2 separate regions of the Mus musculus genome follow, and region 1 is linked to region 2. The links are chromatin contacts, called in public HiChIP or PLAC-seq maps. All regions are on one chromosome and are shown on one strand. Each heading gives the region's core, a stretch centred on a gene start, on an enhancer-like site or on the middle of the called end of the contact. The rest is flanking DNA. Distances are from core to core; before and after follow the strand shown.

Evidence for each region. HiChIP or PLAC-seq counts read pairs in DNA pulled down with a chosen protein or histone mark.
Region 1: a contact with region 2 is called in a BATF HiChIP or PLAC-seq map of CD8 T cells, with 29 read pairs. The contact joins the promoter of Pdgfb here to the enhancer-like site in region 2. A contact is called at or near these places in 10 of 39 promoter capture datasets (the C10 cell line, cranial neural crest, embryonic stem cells and 5 more), 2 of 15 datasets of contacts at CTCF or cohesin (CD8 T cells and the NIH/3T3 cell line), 29 of 484 Hi-C or Micro-C datasets (the AML12 cell line, B cells, the BV-2 cell line and 21 more), 25 of 115 datasets of contacts at active chromatin or transcription factors (CD8 T cells, the HPC-7 cell line, T-cell acute lymphoblastic leukemia and 15 more) and 4 of 9 other capture datasets (adipose tissue, embryonic stem cells, liver and 1 more).

Annotation. Positions count from the first base shown.
Region 1 is chr15:80,009,989-80,016,686 of GRCm38.p6, reverse strand. Pdgfb (platelet derived growth factor, B polypeptide) reads left to right here and starts at 1,710. Exons shown (of 7, transcript NM_011057.4): 1 at 1,710-2,751. The coding sequence starts at 2,689.
Region 2 is chr15:80,046,114-80,052,542 of GRCm38.p6, reverse strand. No RefSeq gene overlaps it. Among named protein-coding and RNA genes, the nearest start is that of Gm41362, 10 kb to the left of the region's middle. Within about 2 kb of position 2,277, at least 29 of the 459 cell types and tissues checked have an H3K27ac peak or open chromatin away from gene starts, as enhancers often do. A contact at or near this core is called in CD8 T cells, T-cell acute lymphoblastic leukemia, Th1 cells and 3 more, where this site is marked.

The DNA.
Region 1 (6,698 bases), core at 461-2,960, 35 kb after region 2:
CAGGGCTATCTGTCATCTTGTCTCAACATATCTGTCTGTCCTGGATGATGGTCCTAGGGAGGAGTCTCTTTTGTATGCTTCCTGCCACTCTGTGAGGAGGGCAAACCCCTTTCACTGCATCAAGGTACTGCACGTATCAGTTTAAAACCAAGTTCATGTATATGTGTGTGGTGTGTGTGCATGCCTGCGCGTGTGTTCAGGTGACTGGAAAACCTCCAGTGTCACCCTTAGAAACACTGTCAATGTCTTTTGAGATAGTGTCTCTCATTGGCCTGAAGCTCACAGATTGGTCTAGACTGTCTGGGCGGGCGGCAAGTGCTAGTCTCTACCTTCCCGATGCCTGTTTAGATGAGTTCTGGGACTGGACTCAGCTCCTCTTCTAAGCATTTTACCAAATGGGGGTCTCCCCAGACCCCCAACCCAACCTATGGAGCCCACTGTCACAGAGATGGCAAACATTGCCAGCCCCCTCTCATTTTCCCACGATCCTCTGCAATTCTTCTTCTCCTCCGGTTATGTCTCCGAGTTACAGAAGAGGAAATCAAGGTACCATTGGTGAGCTTAACCTACCTTAGAGGTCACCTGCTCCAGGCTACCTCCCAGCCACTCTGCTAGCTAGTCATTTGGAAAAATGGGGTACCTGGAGCCACGTGTAAAGAGGCCCGAGAGGTTCTTCCTTATCAGTACCACCTCATCCAGGGCCATGAGAGGCAACAGCACCATTCAGTGGATATGGGGATACAGACCAAGTGGAGATGACAGGCAGCAGAAGTGGATGAGGGCAAGGTGCCCTAAAGGCAGGAGGCATTGCAGTGAGCCTGCCGGTCTTGTGGTGGGTGCTGGGCTGGCAAGCGTGCTTGCGTGTGACTGTGTCACTGTGACAGTGTGACTGCTGAAGGCAGGGACACAGCAGTTCCCTGAGCTGGGGGTGGAAGGTGTTAACTGTGAGAGTGCTGGTGTGGGTGGGTAGCCTCTGGGCCTGGAACTGGGTGGGGGGCAGAGAGGGGTAGTAAACACCCTGGTGACTTGAAGGCAGCATCTTGGTGGCAGTCCTTGGGAGGATGGTGCAGGGCTGGGGGTGGGGTGGGTTGAGTGACTTTGCAGTTCAACAGACTCAAATTCAGCTTATGCTGGCATGGCAGCGCATGCTGTGTGCCAGGCGACAAGCAAGGAGAGGCAGACCCAGTTTGTAGCTGAAGGGTTCCCGCTGGCTGTGGGTTTAGAGCTTCAACCTTGGGGCTGGTGTGTGGCTGGATGTTTTCTGATCATTCTGACATTTAATCCACACACTTTGTCCCCCACTTAGAGAATGTAGGGTGAATCACAGAAGGAAAGTGACGTGCCCAAGGTGACCCAGCTATTTAATTAGACTCAATGGAATCTAAGCTGCCAGGTTGCAGATGTCTGGTTCTGGGGTTCAGGGGCCACACTCCTGGCCTTGGTCCTGGCCCTGCAGACAGGCCCCTAAACACTGTGCTAATGGGTGGGGCCGCAGTTCACCTTCAGTTCCTGCCAAGAGGCTAGATTCACAGTCACAGGGGCTGCGTAGTTCTCAGAGACCCCTCAAGCAGCAGTCTTTGCCTGAGGACCTCCCTTGGTTCCTGCCCCCTCCCGGCGCTGACTCCGGGCCAGGAGAGGAAAGGCTGTCTCCACCCACCTCTTGCACTCTCCCTTCTCCTTTATAAAGGCCGGAACAGCTGAAGGGTGGCAACTTCTCCTGCAGCCGGGAGCAGCCTGCCTGCCTCCCCCGCTGCCTCCCTGAGGGCTTCCCTCCGGCCGCCAGCGCCCATCTTTCTCCAGAGAGATATTTTGCGCACACACACATACACACACGCGCAAAAGGGAAAGGAGGAAAAAAAAAAAAAGCCCACCCTCTAGCTTCGTTGCAACGAGAAAGCCGGAGCAGCCGCAGCTCGAAACCCGCAGAGGAAGCCCAGAGTGGCGAGCGAGTGGGTAGATAGACAGACTGACCCGAGCCGCGTCCACCTGTCGGCCCGGACCAGCCCAGCGCGCAGTGGGCGCGCCGCGCTCTCGGAGCAGCCGTGCCCGCCGCTTGGGCCCTGCGCCAGGGCGCACACGCTCCCGCCCCGCCACCCGGCCCGGGCGGGAGTTTGCACCTCTCCCTGCCCGGGTGTTCGGGCCGCCGCTGCAAAGCCAACTTTGGAAAAAGTTTTTTTTTGGAGACTTGGGCTTGGAGGTCCCCAGCTCTGCGCTTTCTGATCTGGGGGTCCGTTCCAGAAAATGTTGCAAAAAAGCTAAGCCAGCAGGCAGAGGAACACGCCTTTAGCGGGCGAGTGAAGACGAACCATCGGCTGCCGTGTTCCTTTTCCTCTCTGAGGTTGGAGTCCCCTGCGCGCCCCCACACGGCTAGACGCCTTGGCTGGTTCGCGACGCAGCCCCCAGACTGTGGATGCTCGCGTGGGCTCGGGATCCGCCCAGGTAGCGGCTTTGGACCCCGGTCCCTTGTCCAGGTCCTCCCCAGCCCCCCAGCGACGGAGCCGGGGCCGGGGGCGGCGGCGCCCGGGGGCCATGCGGGTGAGCCGCGGCGGCGGCTGCAGCGGCCTGATCGCCTGATCGCGGGGGACCCGAGCGGAGCCCACCCTCCTCCCCAGCCCCCAACCCTGGCCGCGGGGGCGGCGCGCTCCGTCTACGCGTCCGGGGCCCCGCGGGGCCGGGCCCGGAGTCGGCATGAATCGCTGCTGGGCGCTCTTCCTTCCTCTCTGCTGCTACCTGCGTCTGGTCAGCGCCGAGGTGAGTTGCGACGGCGGCTAGGGCTGGATCCTTCCCTGGTTGTCCCAGCCCCCACGCCTGGCCGCCCCCTCCTCTCCCTGCAGTGAACTTTGGAGCCTTGCAGCGCGTGAGTCAGGCGCCGGGCACTGGGTGGCCCCAAGGGCTGGGAGGCCAGGTCCGGGGTGCTGGGCTCCTGGGGAGGAGGCAGCGGTGGGTTTCTTTCCAGTGGACCAATCTAGATCCCTAAAGCTTTTAGTGTCCTAGAAGGTGTGTGCTGCCCTGCCCCCTGCCTCAGGAGCTAGAGATCTTAAGCTTCCCGGTTAAGGGGAAAAGGTGAGGTGATATCTAGGGTGTCTAAGGCATCGAGACCTCCTGTGTCCTCCTCAGAACCAGCCTGGGCTTTGGTTCTGCCCAGGACCCGGCCTGCCCTAGAAGTATGTGCCTTCGAACTCAGGATATCCAGAGATCTTTGGCAAGGGTTTTGGTCCCACCCTAGCTTCTGCACTGGTCTAGAGTGGGCACCTTGGGGTCATGCTGGACGATCCAAAAGCACCTTGTATCTTGGCGCAAGGGGTCCAGAGAAAGAGAGACGGAGACACTAGAGAGACAGGCAGACAGACAGACGGTAGGTTCAGACGCTTGGAGTAGAGACAGGACTGGAGGTGGGGCGCGCGCGCGGGGGGGGGGGTGTTGGTCTGAAGGAATCTAGCCCCCGGGGCGGTGTGTGTCTGAGGCCCAGCAGTACCTGCGCCGGCACCCTACGAGAGGAAGCACTTCTCTTCCCCGCAAGCAGGATGCGGAGCGCACGCCTGCAGAAGCCTAGCTGCAAGGGCGGTCGGGTATGGAAACGTCTGCGGGAACGATCAGGTCGGATCAGTGCCCCTACCCCTCCCAGCCTCACGTAGCAGTGAGTTGGCAAGTCTACCGGGAATCCAGGTGGGAAGGGGGCGGGGCAGGAGGAGGCGCGAGCCGGAGCGAGGCTAGGGCCAGGAGAGCGGATTGCCCGGGTCCTGTCCCGCCTTCTCCTGCGGAGGTCTAGACTCTACACCTAGTCGACTGCTCGCCGGGCCAGCCGGATCGCCTGCGGCCAAGCGTAGGAGACAGGAGGCGGCAGGGAAGGGGTTAAAGCGGAGGGCTCCGAGGCCGCAGCCCGACCTTGGGCCGCAGCCAGAGCAGGTTGTTTTGACCACGAAGGAGCCGTCGCCGTCTCCTTTTGTTCTTGGGGCTCCTCGAGGGCCGCCGGCCGCCCGCCCTGGGGGCCCCGCCCTTCCGCGGCTGCCCCCCGTGGCCGGAGCCCGAAAGAGAGCAAGCTGGGCTTGGCCGGGCCGCTGCAGGCCGCTCGCGGCACCCCCTCCCCTCCTCATTAGCAGCCCCCCGGGCCGCGGCCAGCTGTTGGGGAGGGGGACGCCAGGAGGCCCCAGCTGCCGCCTCGCCGCGCCGCGCCTCGGGGACCTGGAGGCTGGCCCGGTGCCAGGGCGTCCTGAGAACCGCGGCACCCCGCGGCTGCTCTCTGCAGCCCACCCCGCCCGGCCCCCGACTCGCTCACTCACCCCACGCATGCACACTCCTGGCCGGAGGCGATGCTCCGCTCCCGCGGGCGGGAGCGCAGAGCGACGGGCACGCACTAAGGAGGCCAGGTCGCGCGCCCGCCGCCACGCCCGTGCACACGCGGGACACACGCGCACGCGGCCCGAGTACACGTGCGCTCACACACCCACGCACGCACACAGGCACGCACAGTCCCTCTGTACACTCAGCGCCAGGTGCCCGCCCCCACGCAACAGGTGGGCCCTCAGTGCGCTCTGGCACTCCACCGCCTCTGTAGCCACCCCATTTCCTTCCTGGGGGTTCTGAGAAGGGAGGGACAACCCCAGATCCTGATCTGGACTCCACAGCACGCATTTTGGCCTGTTTAGAGTAGCTTAGCAACCCCTCAAAATTTACCCTTCTATAATGGCTTTTCAACCACCCCACGTGGTGTGATGTTGGTGTGACCCTGGAGGCCCCGGAGTGCAGGATAGCCATGCAACGAATAGCCATTTGATCATCAAGACAGAGGGACGCCACCTACCTGCTGAGTGTGTCACCCACAACCTCCCTTACTTGGTTAATCCTGGTAGGAGTATGGAGCCCTCCTTATGGGCACTGCTGGATATGTAACATCTGGATGAGGTTTCTCTTACCAGTCCATCTTCCTCCAGCAGCACTGCAGTCAGTCGCATTTAGGGTTGAGGCTGCTGCTCAGAAATTCAGCCTTGTCCCTTCGTAGACTACTGGGACCCTAATTACACTGCGTTTTGCAGTTGTCCAAGGTTTTCCCGATAAGCTTAGGGGTATTAGACTGAAATCATGCGGACATGTCCCCATAGAGACCAGCCCAGGCAAGCTCCAAATAACCAGTGTAGGGAGACACAAGCAGGACTTGCCTCTCTGGGTGACCCTGTAGTTGGCTGTATTTTACATGGAAGCTTAAGCGTTGGGAGCAGGCTGGTAGGGTTGAGGCAGTACTGGAGGAGAATCTGAACAGGCTGCTGAGGCCCGTCTCCATCAGCTGAGCTGGCTTCCCAGAAGGTGACTGTCATGTGACTATCTGTCTGCCTCAGCACCCTTCTGCCGGGAAGGAGTGGAGGGCCCTCCCCCCAATAGTTATCAACCACCACGTCTCCTTCTGGCTTGCTAATGTCCACGGGTGGAGGGTAGGGGGGTCCCACGAGGGTGGGGGGTCCCACTTGGCTGGAATCCCCCTGCCCAGATGTGTGAAAGTCAAGGTGATAGATTCTGGAGGCCCTAGTGCAAGAGCCAGGGTGTGTGTTGTGTGTAGGAGTTAACTTGAGGCGTTTGCCTGGTGTTCGAGATGCCCTCCCTCTTTCTGATGTCCTGTTTGTGATTTTGTTTTCTTCTAGGGTCTCATGTGGTTTTAAAGACAGAATGTGGGGATGGGCTTGAACCCTTGACCTTCCCTTGTTTGTTTGTTTGTTTGTTTATTTAGACAGAGTTTTTCTGTGTAGACTTGGCTGTCTTGGAACTCACTTTTTAGACTAGGCTGGCCTCGAACTCTGATATCGTCCTGCCTCTGTCTCCCGAGTGCTAGGATTAAAGGTGTGTGTCATCACCACTGGGCTCTGAGGTACTTCATTAACAGCATATGGCCCCAATGAACCCCGCCCCCGCCCCGCCCCCTGAGAATATACTCTTCTATCTTGGGACCTGGACTGTCAGCGGGGAGGAAAGGAGGTGGGAAGATACAGAAGGAGAAGCAGGCTGGGCCTCAGTTTCTCTTACCTAAAATATGGAGCAGATTGGACTCGGTTAGTGTTATGCATAATAGGGGAGTTGGGTCCTTTTGAATGGAGGTGAGGACAGGGATTGCAGTGGGTCACGGGGTGGCCCATCCCACAGACAGGGCCCTCTTCCAGCTTCCATGTGTTTCTCTTGCTGGGCTGCAGAAGAGGGGGAGGCTGAGCAAGAGAAAGGACGCCGCCTGTGTTGTGCCCAGAGAGGGCTTCTCCATAGAGCTTGTCTTTGCCATCTCATCTAAATAAGGCCTGAGACGCAAGCAGGCAAGCAGGCAGGCCCTAGGAGGCTTCGTCAGCTTCTGCCTCTGCCAGCCATAGACAACGCCCGGGTGCTGGGCAGAGAGCCCGTCTCTCTCATTGCAGAGGCAGCAGGCTGTGGGACTGTGGAGAGTCAGTCTCCCTCTCTCTCTCTCTCTCTCTCTCTCTCTCTCTCTCTCTCTCTCTGTGTGTGTGTGTGTGTGTGTGTGTGTGTGTGTGTGTGTGTGTGTGTGTGTGCACGCGCTTGCTCGCTCACATGAGTGCGCCCAGGTGGATGGTGGAGTTCAAGCCCTTTTGATCAGGCAGCCTGGCAGGGAGCAAGTAACTCACCTGGCCTCCCTCTTGCTCATGCCTCCTGCAGCTGGCTCTGGGGGTGGGGCAGGGAGGAGGCTGTTTCTCTGGGCTGCCAGGCTG
Region 2 (6,429 bases), core at 1,028-3,527:
TACGAGCAAATCCAAACTGCTGCAGTTATCTCTGTGCCTCTTTACTGTGTGACTTTAAGCGAATATCTTAACCTTGCTGGTCTTTTCATCAAAAGAGTCAGTTAGATGGTGAGCTATCTCTTCCTGGGCCAAGGGACACTGTGAATTCCCAGGATGCTTTGCCTATGGACCCACTTGGGCAGGATGTTCAGTGGAGGCAGGGACACACACCAGTTATTAGCTCCTTTGGGAGCTGCTCAGCCCCAAGCTGTGCCAGAGGTTTAAGGATGGTAAAGGCTGACTGGCTGGTAGCCGGTCCTTAGACCCCGGCTGGGGCATTCCAGGAAGAAGTCCAGCTGCTCTCAGCCCAGCTGGACAGCGGGAGTGTGGGGTATGGAGGGGCCGGAATGGCCACCTGACTCAGGGAAGGAACCTGAAACCATTCTGGGCCAGGAACTGAACTGAACACAGAGCCCTGGGTGAGAAGCGTAGGCTGACGAAGGGGAGGCCCCGGGACTTGGCCTGTCCCTGAGCCAACTTCCTCAACATCCGGTTCCTGACTCAGTTTCCTCCCGTGTAAAAATGAGGGGGGGTGTGTCACCGCTTCACAGAGCTGTGCAGAGGGACCCAATGAGCAGTACGGTACAGTAGGGTTCTTTGAGGATCCCTTCCCCCATCCTCTGTGGGGACCTCAGGGACACCTGCAGACCCCCTTTTATGTCCCAGACTTAGAGACTTAAACAAGAGGAAGAAGAGGAAATAGTTAAACGCAAATAAACAAAATGGGGCCCCAGCAGCCGGCGGGTTTCTTGAGGAAAAGCTGCTAATCACATAGCCAACCATTAAAATGCGTCAAGAGGTTCCTGGGAAAGAGCGTTCCTCCCACTGTCCGGTCCATTTCTGGTGCATTCTTCCTGAGCCAGTGAGAGCAGATGCCTGCCAAGACGTATTTACCCCTTCCTTAGAAGCACACGTTCCGGTCAGCCTTGTTTCTGCACCATGGACAATGCTAGGATCAGGAGCAGCTCCCGAAGCACTTCCTGGTTCCTCCATGGCTGGGATGGGCCCCGTTATTGTTAATTAGCTAGGCTCTGGAAGGGAGAGCTGTGCTCTGTTTTATAGGCTGGGGAGTGGGGAGGCCTGGGTCTGAGCGTAGGATCCACTGCTTCGCACTCTGGGCATTGCGTGCCGTTCCCCCTCTGCCTCATTTTCTTCATCCGGAAGAGCATGGCTGCATCCATGGAGGAGATCACGTGGTCCACTGATGGCCCACAGGCCATATCCTGCAAACCCGGTGTTTTGTTCATAAGCTTTCCTTAGAGCGCCCTGGGGAATAGAGCCCTGTCTATGTAGCGTTTGCCTAGCGTACACAGGACTCTGGGTTTGATTCCCCAGAATCACCTATGACTAGCCGTCAGTACATCTCCTTATGACTAGCTGTCAAGAGGATCAGAACTTCAAGGCCATCCCCAACTACGTGTTGCTTTTTTTTTTTTCTTTTTTATAATTCATTTTTATTTTATGTGCACTGGTGTTTTTTCTGCATGCATGTCTGTATGAAGGCATCCGAAACCGTGGAACTGGGGTTACAGATAGGTGAGAGCTGCCATGTGGGTGCTGGGAATTGAACCTGGGTTTTCTGGAAGAGCAGCCAGCGTTTTGTTTTGTTTTGTTTTGTTTTTTTAAATGGTGGAGCCCTCTCTCGAGCCTTGAAACTCTGTTTCAGAAACAACCAAGCAAAAATTTTCCCTAGATTTGAAGTTTTTTTTTTTTTTTTTTACGTTGAACACAGGTTTATGGATTCAAAAACAAGACCTCCCCCGTATTTAGTGCTAGCTGGCTAGAGACTAGATGGCCTTAGAGCCCACCCTTCCCCTATTGCTAACTCCCCTACCTGGCTTAAAGGTGTTGAACACATGAAGAACTTTGCTGCTCAACGATGTTTCAATGTAAATGCTTTGTGAAGCCCCAGCACCCAGCTTCATCCACTTGCCAGGTACCTGGAGGTTTTGAGAGTAGTCGGGAGGCACAGTTTAGGATGAGTCAAGCCTATGGACCCAGACCCAGAGCACTGGCTCCAGGATGTCTCCCCAACCAAAAGGGAAGAGGAAATACTGGCACCAGGTTTAGGAGGGGCTCTGGGCTCCGGGCTCCGGGCCAGATGCTGTATCCCAGGAGGCAGCTCAAGGCTTCTCCCCTAGGCCTGAGCCGGAAGCTGGGCCCCCAACACCTGGAGTTGCCATCTCCTGGTCCCCAGGATGTAGATTCCTGTGCACCCTGCCCCCACGCCTTCCTCTTCCCCACCTACATTCAGAAGCCACATCCTGCTCAGAGGGGTGGGCCAAGGCAGTCCTGAAGGAGACAGGGATGTGGGTGGAGTCTCTGGGGACCTAGGACATCCTCTCCAGGGTGGTTGAAATCCCTTCTCTGCCTCAGGTTCCTTGGAGCAATTTTTTTTTTTTTTTTTTTAGTTGAGTTTTGTTTTTGAGACAAGATCTCACAGACACCTGGCTGGTCTCGAACTTGCTATGTTCCTGAAGGGGATCTTGAACTTCTGATCCTCCCGATTCTACTCCTGAGCTCCAGGGTTACAGGCTGGCAACATCCTATCTGGTTTCAAAGGTGCTGGGCACTGCCTGCAGCAGGGCTCACAATAAGTAAACTGAGGCTGAGTTGCAGCAGAGGACACTAGAGACACGAATCCATCTCAGGCCAAAGCCACACTGAGAATGTCCTCAGCATCATAGTCACTGTGTGTGGAGGGGGGAGAGGGCAGGACAATGGGGACAAGGAGGTCTGAGGGGCCCCAGCACTGCAGGCCTGACACTTGAGACCTACTCCTCTTTATTTTTTCTGTGACCTCAGAGAAGAGCCTCCTGTGGGCCTCAGTTTCCCCATTTAAAGATGCTGCTGCTGCTATAAGCATCAGACTTGGTGCTAGAGCAGATGTGATAAAGGCCAGTGTGGACCTTGGTCCAGACCTGGGGACCGTTTGCTCAGTCCTGGGAAAGGCTAGAGCATGAGGCAGCTCTGGACTGCTAGTCTAGGGGAAGGAGTACATTTGTCTCTTGATCCTCAGTGCTCCAGCCACCTGCTGCTTCCACTAGGGGAAGGGTGGGAGTGGAGAGGCTGGGGAGGAAGCTGGGCTGAGGAGGAAGCCCCCCTCTGTTGAGAAACTGGTAGACTGACTCACTGGCTTTGACGACCTGTGGGTGGTCAGCCCAGGTGCAGCCTTGGGCCTCCCATGATAGCTCTGCCCACAAAGAACCGCTCCTTTCCTTAGGAAACCCGACGAAGGGGTGGACAACACAGAGTGAGAGCCACGCAAGACACTCCAGCCCTGTCCTCCCTGGGCTCCAGAGGGATAAAGAGTGACAGGAAAAGCATGGACAGAAGGACTGCAGGGACTTCCTGGAGTGCCATGTTTGCTGGGGCCATATGTGACCTGCCCCCTCAGATACAAAGCCACTGAGTTCAGGAGGCAACACAGCCAAACCTGTGTTCACACATGCAGATTGGAAAGGGACCCAGCACACACCAGGCAAGGACTCCACCAGTGAGCTACACATCCATCCTACTGTTTTTTTGTTTGGTTTTTCCAGACAGGGTTTCACTATGTAGCCCTGGCTATACTGAAACTTGCTCTGTGGACCAGGCTGGCCTCAAACTCAGAGACCCACCTTCCTCTACCTCCTTCCTGCTGGGATGAAAGGTGTGCGCCAACACCACCCCACTCACATCCAGCCTATTATACACAGCCCATTCTCATTTCTTTGTGTTTGTACCCAAGGGCAGACGTGTGGAGTTTGGAGGACAGCTCTGTGGAGTTGGTTCTCTCCCTGGCAATCCAACTCAGATCACCAGGCCTGCTTGTTTTCTGACACGGAAACAGGGTATACTGTGTGGTGTAGGCTAGCCTCGAACTTCTGCCACTCCTTAATCCCGTCGAGTTTTTTTTTTTCTCCAGAGATTACTGTAAGACTATATAGCATGTGGCACCATATGTATCTAGACTGGCCACTTTTAAGGGCTGGCAGTGGTAAACGGCTACAGGCAGTCTGTGCCATAGGGGTAGCTTGGGAGAGTGCAGGTGGATAGGAGTGAGGGCAGTTCGGGTGACAGGAGTCTGGGCACAGGCCAACACAGCCTGAAGCTTTATCTGCCCTCTCGTCTCCGCCATCCTTCCGAGCTGCTCCTTTGGTTTCAGCCTGGAGTCTTGGGGAATGGATGGGTAGTGGGAGACCCAGGGGCAGGTGGATGGCCTCACTGGCACTGCTAGTCTGTCGTGAGGACCCAGGACTGTCACAACCCCCACCCCCACCCCCGTCCCCTAGTTATCTTCTCCCTGGATGGCGGGGAAAGTGAGAAGCCCTTATCTTCCCCACTTCCCGCCACAGATACGACCTCAAAGCTCTGTTGTTCTGTCTCTCATGCTCACCCCCACAACTCCAGGCCCCAGGGAAATGGAGCAGGGGAGTGGGGGGGGGCTACCTGTAGCCCTCCCACCTTGAGGCCTCAGGGAGGGACAAGAAGGAGGGTGAGATGGGGCAGGAGGAGTTCAAGGCCCCTTCTCTCCCTGCCCAGCTCCCTGCCCATCTATCCTGTGCCAGAATTCCACAGGAGACCTCAAGCAGTCACTGCAGTGTGGCCAGATGACCCGGGGCTTCCTCTGGGACTCACAATACCTGTTAGTTGCTGGCTCATTCATAACCAGGACCAGACTGTGGGAAAAGGTTTAGGCAGCTAGGGCGGTTGGAGCAAGGGGCCCAAGGGAGTTTCTGAGTATTCCAGGTTTGTAAAGATAAGGATGACCGAGAACTTCTGATCCTCCTGCCTCCACCTCCTCAGTGGTAAGATTACAGATGTGGGGGGCTGGAGAGATGGCTCAGTGGTTAAGAGCACTGACTGCTCTTCCAGTTCAATTCCCAGCAATCACCTGTAATGGGGTTTGATGCACTTTTCTGGTGTGTCTAGAGAGGTGGCCACCTATATGCAGACATGCCCCATATGCATGTGGGGACTTTGTTTGCCTCTCAGGGCCTCAGGTTCCTGACTGTAGGATAAGTCTGAGTCTGACTCACTGGCTTCAGCTGGAACACAGCTGTGTACTGCCCCACATGTTGCCAGATGTGAATGAGGGAGAACCTGGTGACACTGTTGATACTGGACCATCTCCAAAATGATCCTGTCACACGCTCAGGTGAGAGAATTGCTGATTAGCATTGGAATTCATGTCCTCTGAACCTTATTCTAGGAACTGGGGGTGACTAAGTGTGGGAGGAAGGGGCAGTCCGTGTAGTAGAAACAGCCCTCCATCCCCATTGCTGTCAACTCCCACATTACAATTCTCAGTACCTATGAATCTGTCACTGGACATAGCTCGAGGATCCTGTGGGTGAGATAAGAGGTTCAGATGGAATATCCAGGCCAGAGGTGATCACAGAGCTTCAGAAAGAGGAGACAAACTGAACCATGTGCTTATAAGGTTAAAATGAGGGAGGGTCTAACAGAGGGCTCAGTGGTAAAGAGCAGTGCTTGCTCTTCCAGAAGAAGCGTGATCAATTCCCAGCACCCACACAGTAGCACAGCCCTCTGTAACTCCAGTTCCAGGGGATCTGACAAGCACACAAACAAAATAAGCGTAATTTTGAAAAGGTTAAAATGATGCTGGTCATGGTAGCATGACCTTTGGTCCCAGCACTTGGGAAACTGAGGCAAGTGGGTCTCTGTGAGTTAGAAAGGCCAGCCTGGTCTACAAAGCCAGTTTCAGGACAGCCAGGGCTACATAGTGAGACCCTGTCAAAAAGAAAGAAGGAGAAGAAGAAGAAGAAGAAGAAGAAGAAGAAGAAGAAGAAGGAGAAGGAGAAGGAGAAGGAGAAGGAGAAGGAGAAGGAGAAGGAGAAGGAGAAGGAGAAGGAGAAGGAGAAGGAGAAGGAGAAGGAGAAGAAGAAGAAGAAGGAGAAGAAGGAGAAGAAGGAGAAGAAGGAGAAGAAGGAGAAGAAGAAGAAGAAGGAGGAGGAGGAGGAGGAGGAGGAGGAGGAGGAGGAGGAGGAGGAGAAGAAAGAAGAAGAAGAAGAAGAAGAAGAAGAAGAAGAAGAAGAAGAAAGAAGAAGGAAGAAGAAGAAGGAAGAAGAAGAAGGAAGAAGGAAGAAGAAGAAGGAAGAAGAAGAAGAAGGAAGAAGAAGGAAGAAGAAGGAAGAAGAAGGAAGAAGAAGAAGAAGAAGAAGAAGAAGAAGAAGAAGAAGAAGAAAGAGAAGGAGGAGGAGGGGGCTGGAAAGATCGCTCAGCAGTTAAAAACATTGATTGTTCTTCTGAAGGTCTTGAGTTCAATTCCCAGCAACTACATGGTGGCTTACAACCATCTATAATGGAATCTGATGCCCTCTTCTGGTGTGTCTGAGGACAGTGACAATGTATTCACATACATGAAATAAATAAATAATTCTTAAG